Regions from separate parts of the Sus scrofa genome. Here region 1 is linked to region 2. The links are chromatin contacts, called in public Hi-C maps. All regions are on one chromosome and are shown on one strand. The core of a region is the stretch at or near the end of the contact, and the rest is flanking DNA. Distances in the headings are between cores, read along the strand shown.

Region 1 (3,049 bases), core at 301-2,800, 250 kb before region 2:
TCTCCACCTGCCCCCCTCCTCTGTTGTCCCTAAAACAATAGTGATTGGTTGAAAGTAGGAAGGCAGTGGGTGTACGAGATCCTGATGGCTTTGAAGATGCTCTCACTGCCTTTTTTTTTTTTTAATACCAAATTGATATTTTCCGTTCCCTCAGGGCACCCCAGTCATTGAGGATAGTCCTGGCACCCCAGGAGTCGACGGCCCCCCCACTTAGAAGCTTCCATTTCCTCGTCTGCCCATTGAGGATGGTTTTGAACACCAGAATTATGAGTGACTTACAAGTTAAATCACATTAAAAGATATCTCCTCCCCAGAACCCCCCTCCCCCTTGCTTCATTCTGTCTTGCCAGCTGTGGTCCAGTTGCGGGCTGCAGCAATTAGCCTGTACTTTGTGCACAACTTGCCTGGAAGTTTACAAGTATGGGTTGGAAAGAAAAGTGCAGCAGGAGTTCCTGTCTCGGCTCAGTGGTAATGAACCCAGCTAGTATCAGTGAGGACTTGGGTTCGATCCCTGGCCTCGCTCAGTGGGTTAAAGGATCCGGTGTTGCTGTGAGCTGTGGTGTAGGCCAACAGTTACAGCTCCGATTCGGCCCCTAGCCTGGGAACTTCCATGTGCTACAGGTGTGGTCCTAAAAAGACAAAAAAAGGAAAAGTGCGGCCAGTTTAGCAGGTGGCCGTGTGGCTAACAGTCCTGAGCATGTGGCTTCTTGCTGTGTCTCTCACAGCATCACTGTGGACTCACTGAAAAGACCATGCTTTCTGCAGGGTGTCTGCTGGACAGGGCAAGTTTTCAGTTGAGATAATCACCACTGGAGTTGGTCTGTGTTTTATAGTCCATGTACAGAAGCTCATTTGCTGCCCACACTGAGCTGGGAAACTCCTGTGTATGACATCCAGACCTTCATACCAGACATAGATGTGATCTGACTGCTAAGCACTCATTCGGATCCTAATTTTAGGCTTTGGCCTGCCTCCTGGGCCTGCTTGATATTTTTATTTGTGTGATGTGCCTCTCAGTCTTTGTGATCGAAGACTCACAAAATGGAGGGACTCTGCGAGGTGATCAAATCTCGTGTACTTTAACCTTTTCCTTCCTTCCAAGGGACAGTAAAACCACTAATTTATGCCTCTCTGTAAATGAGAGAAAAGCTGAATTTCTAGTTCAGAGAAGGATGAAAGTGAGAGGCCAAAAGCCTCTGTCATTTCTCTGCTCCTTGCCCTCCCCAGCCCTTGAGGTATTTGGTTTTAACATCTGGGCTCTGTAGAGCTCAATTTGAAAACCACAGTTTCCCCCAGCCCGGGAACCTCCATGTGCCGCGAGTGAGGCCCTAAAAAGACCAAAAGAAAAAAAAAAAGAGAGCGAGAAAAGAAAACCATAGCTCTGGAACCATGGGTGTTTTGCTGAGTGTTAAGTGAATCTTCCTGGCACCAATTTGCTGTTTATTGCTTCCTGAAGGTAAAAATTTTAACACGTTACAGGTCCAAGTTCCTCCTTTGCAATTACCTGTAGTGCGAGTTCCCTGTAGACACTGGGTCATCAGGAAGCTTATTGTGTGTTGTGAACCTTCAGTCCAGCAACGTGCACCACTAAGTACCACAGATAAGAAGCTGGCCTGAGTGGTACTGTTTTAATTTATTTATTTTTAATTAATTTTTTCCCTTTTGATGCTGAGGATGGCATCTGCTTGAGACTATGCCTATGCCTAAGAAGTTGGGGGTGTCCTTCATGGGAGGGGCTCTAAGTTATAGATCAGTCGCTCTCAAAGTGTGGTCCCCTGACCAGCGGCCCTAGGATCCCCTAAAACTTGTTAGGATGGAAATTCTTGGCTACCCAGACCTGCTGAGTCAGGAACTTTTGAGGGTGCAGAGCAGAAATTTGTATTTAACAAGTTTTTCAGGTGATTCTCCTGGTCATTAAAGTCTGCGAGGCCCTCGTGTTGGAGAAGGCAGAGGTGCCCAGGGTTGGTTTGGGGGTGTTATAAGGCTGCTTCTCCCCCACCTACCCCTCATCCCTGTAAGCACTCTTCTTGCTTAGCTATGGAAATTTGCTGTTTTCTCAATCTTGTGTGAAATCCTGAATAACTATCTTCCAAACAAACACCCTAGCTCTGACTTCCAGTTAGAGTAGGTTACCACCCCTTGGTCCCTTTACGTGGACATTCTGAAGCAGCCGTTGGATGTGTGTGAACAGGGTTTTCTAGGTGTTAGCTGGAAGCTTGCTTGTTTATGAAAGGAAGTGATTTTCTGCTTGACAGGCCAGGGTCTCGTTTGTCTGAATGCCACTGAGAGGACTCGCAGCCCTTTCAGCTTCGTGTCTCCAGCGAGGCTCTGATGGAGGATTTCCTAAGTGCGGCACGCAGGTGGCTGCAGTCGTCCCGTCCACACTAGCAGCATCAACCTGCTCTTCTTCTCTCCTGTCTTTCTGATTAACTGGGCAGTCATTCCAGCCTGGAGCTAATCTCATTCCTAATCAGAGGCCAAGAACCAACTCCGATGTCAGAAAAATAAGCTTTTCTTGTGTGTATGGATATAACTTTTTGTGGATGGAGGGGCCATCTTTTCTATCACATTCTGGAGAGGATCTGTGTGCGCCCCTGCAACAGCCCCCACCCAAAAAAGGAGAGCTGATTAACTATTGCTTTAGCTGTCTTGAGATAAAAGTTTTAAGAAATCCTGGTAAGATTTGCAGCTGTTTGAGGTAAAAGACCTTTCATGGGATGGGTCCTACATCAGCCTGCCTGTGGGCTCCTCACATGTCCTCTGTGCAGAAGCAGAGGAAGCCTGGTTCCTTACCTGGTGGTGAGGGGAAGATTCACACTTGCTGCTGTCAACCACATGCTTGTCCAGGAGTTTCTTGTATAGTTTCTTGTAAAAATTCGATCCCGTGAGGTACGCAGAGCAAGAGGGCTATTGTGAATGACACTCAGGCTGAGAGAAAAGCATGACACAGCATCACTGGGTTTAATTGTCATCTGAAGCATCAGACACCCCAGCAGGCTTGTGCTCTGGTAACTTGTAAATACACCTGGGGGTTGCCTAGAGACATCTC
Region 2 (2,934 bases), core at 355-2,854:
TGTTTTGTATCTTAGGATATAACACATTTTGGTGACTTGCATTGCTTTTATTTTCATACCGCCCAACAATAACCGCTGTTTGGCAGAAGTTGGAGCAACAGACAACCGCTCAGTTTAATTAGTCAAAAAAAGGAAGTGGCTGCAAAATTCATGAACCATGATGAGAAAATAAAAAAACAAAACCAAACCAGTAATTAGATATTTTCAACTGAAAGATCAGCCTAAAAATTACTTCAAACAAAAGCCACTTTCCTGAGTATTTCTGTGCAAACATAAATTCTTTTTAACCATATGAGCTTTTCTTTTAGGAACGCAGTGTGTACTAGCCACGTCGTCAGCCATCCTCACAGCCATCCACACACTCTGTTCTCTTCTGAAGGCTCTCAACAGCTCTCTGGGCACAGAAAGGTCCATAATCCAATACATCCAAACTTGCAGGAAGTGACTTACTTGACAAGGTCTATGATACAAAGGTCAAGAGGCGACTAAACACATCAAATGTCATTAATGCACATTCAGGGTTAGGAGTGAAATAGGGGGAGCCTAGGATTAGTGAAAAGACAAGACTGAATTACAGGCTATTTCTTTTAAAAGATGTGGTTTTGGAGTTCCCACTGTGGGGCAGCAGAAAAGAATCCGACTAGGAACCATAAGGTTGCGGGTTCAATCTCTGGCCTCGCTCAGTGGGTTAAGGATCCAGTATTGCCATGAGCTGTGGTGTAGTCACAGACGTGACTCGGATCCTCCGTTGCTGTGGCTGTGATATAGGCCAGCAGCTGCAGCTCTGATTCAACCCCTAGGCTGGGAATCTCCATATGCCGTGAGTGCGGTCCTCACAAAAAGCCAAAAAAATTAAAACAAAAAAACAAAAAAACATGGTTTTGCTACTTTTAAACACATGCAGCCACTAGGCTAATGAAACACTATCTGAGGTGGTCGGGGACTGGTTTTAAATAGACTAGAATGACTTATAAATAGCACATTAGTGTGTCTGTATAAACGCAAGTTTCTAAAACACCTAATGCTACTTGAAAACACCTGCTGTTTAAGTCTCCACTCCCATCATTCACTATTAAGTTCCTTGTAAGCTCTTAGATAACAGAAAGGAAACTACGGCTTAGCCTTGATGCCAATTCCTGAACTTCCGGACCGAGGGCAAGCTCCCCAGGTCTGCCTTGTGGACAGTGAGAGCTCTCAGGGCTGAGCACTGATGTGCACACATGGACGCTAACCACTGTCCTGCAAGGGTGTTTATCCAAAGAGTGGAAATCGGGTTTGGAGAGTGTCCAGTATTCGGCTGTGAACCACCCTGATTAAACCTCATCAGGACGAGGGGCAGAGGGCTGGGAAATACACGGATGCCCCTTTTCCAGCCTCCCACCCTTACTGACAGATAACAAGGAATCCAGCTTGTCTCAAGAAATCAGGTTTCTTGGATATTTTAGGATCCCAGTAAAGACAAAGGCCGGTCAGAGTGGGGACTGTGTTGAACCCGTAACAAGCGCTGAGGCTGAACTAGATTTCTCGAGCCTGCAAAAGAAAGGGTCCCTGCTCCCATGTGAGCTGATGATAAAGGGATGTGGCGACAGAGAAGGACAGAAATAGAACACAGCGTAACTAAAAATACCTCGCCTTCATCCAACGACCTTAATTCACTATAAAATACCTCCACTCACCTCGTGGCACCTGCGGTTTCTCAATTGCCCTTTTGTGCCCACAGTGCTCGACGCATAGTAGGTCAACAGTACCTGTGCTGTGGTTTCCTCCATCCCCACCCCCGACAGACACTGCTAATTCTGGTGGTGCCACGGCCAGCCTTGAGGAAGACAAAGATCAAGTCCTGCCCCCTACCCCGACCCTGAAAGGCACCCCTGGTCAGTTATGTGAATAGACCATCTGACTGGGCCCATAATGGCAGCAGAAGCACAAGCTACTGATCAGCTGCTGTCAGACAATGCTGGTTTCTGGGCCCTGAGTGTGTCTCCACCCAGAAACCTGCCAGGGAAGGGTGGGGCCTTGTGTGCACGGACCCCTGAGCCCGGCACACCTACAGGCCAGGAGAAGGGGCATCTCAAGGCTTCCAGCTTCACCCTGTCCCTTAGAACTCTTCTGGGATCCCGACTCCATCTGCAGCCTGGATTCCGGAAGCAGACCCTCTGACACCTCTATGGCCATCCTGTTCCTATGAAACACGCTGCCCATCTCCACCCCGAGCTTGTTTTAGCCCAAACCAGGGGGCACAGAGGCTGGGGGAGAAGGACACCCCGGGGGCTCCTGCTGCTTGTAATCCTGCCCATCTCACTAGTCTCCCAGCGCCCCTAGCTGGTGCCCGCCCCCCCAAGCCTCCTCTTCACACCCCTTCTCAGCACGCACCCTCCTCTCCCCTCATAAGGACCCTGGCTGACGCAAGACCCAGAATCCTCTAGGGTGCCCTCCTCCTCCATCAAACACCGCCCTGGACCCCATCACCTTCCACTCCTGCAAATCCTACCTGGATGCCAGGTCCCTCTCTCGGTGGCTCTGATCCCACACCTTCACAAATGCTCCCACCTTTCCCATCTGGAAAATGCTTCCAAGTGATCTTACAATCAGGCGCTGGCTTCCACCTGGCTTCTCACCTCATGGTCCCAGAGGCAGAGCCTGAGTGGTGGCCATCTGCCCTTGTCTGGGTTCCAACCCCATCCTCTGCAGATGTTCCCTTAAAAGCCACCTCCCCTCACCTGTTATCAAAGAGCCTCCGCATCCCTCTGGGTCCCCTTGGGAAAATCCCTCCTTCTGGGTGTCCAGAGGCTCTTCCTCCTCCTTGGCCGCCCTCTTCTGCTTCCTTACCCCCTAGCAATGGGGCGGCCTGGGGGCTCTTTCCTGTGTTCTCTGCCTTCACCTTGCCTCCTTCCTCTGGCAAAGGAGGAGAGCACGCCTGTCCCCAAGGTCCGC

The links. Hi-C and Micro-C count contacts between places; a contact is called where the count stands out from the background.
Region 1: a contact with region 2 is called in a Hi-C map of skeletal muscle, with 2.8 times the contacts expected there. The contact joins two enhancer-like sites. A contact is called at or near these places in 2 of 47 Hi-C or Micro-C datasets (heart right ventricle and skeletal muscle) and 1 of 2 datasets of contacts at active chromatin or transcription factors (skeletal muscle).

The regions. Positions count from the first base shown.
Region 1 is chr8:77,548,727-77,551,775 of Sscrofa11.1, reverse strand. The region is part of intron 2 of FAM160A1 (protein FAM160A1); the gene reads left to right. Among named protein-coding and RNA genes, the nearest start is that of FAM160A1, 78 kb to the left of the region's middle. Within about 2 kb of position 1,550, at least 11 of the 83 cell types and tissues checked have an H3K27ac peak or open chromatin away from gene starts, as enhancers often do. A contact at or near this core is called in skeletal muscle, where this site is marked.
Region 2 is chr8:77,298,826-77,301,759 of Sscrofa11.1, reverse strand. The region is part of intron 12 of GATB (glutamyl-tRNA(Gln) amidotransferase subunit B, mitochondrial); the gene reads right to left. Among named protein-coding and RNA genes, the nearest start is that of GATB, 78 kb to the right of the region's middle. Within about 2 kb of position 1,604, at least 4 of the 83 cell types and tissues checked have an H3K27ac peak or open chromatin away from gene starts, as enhancers often do. A contact at or near this core is called in skeletal muscle, where this site is marked.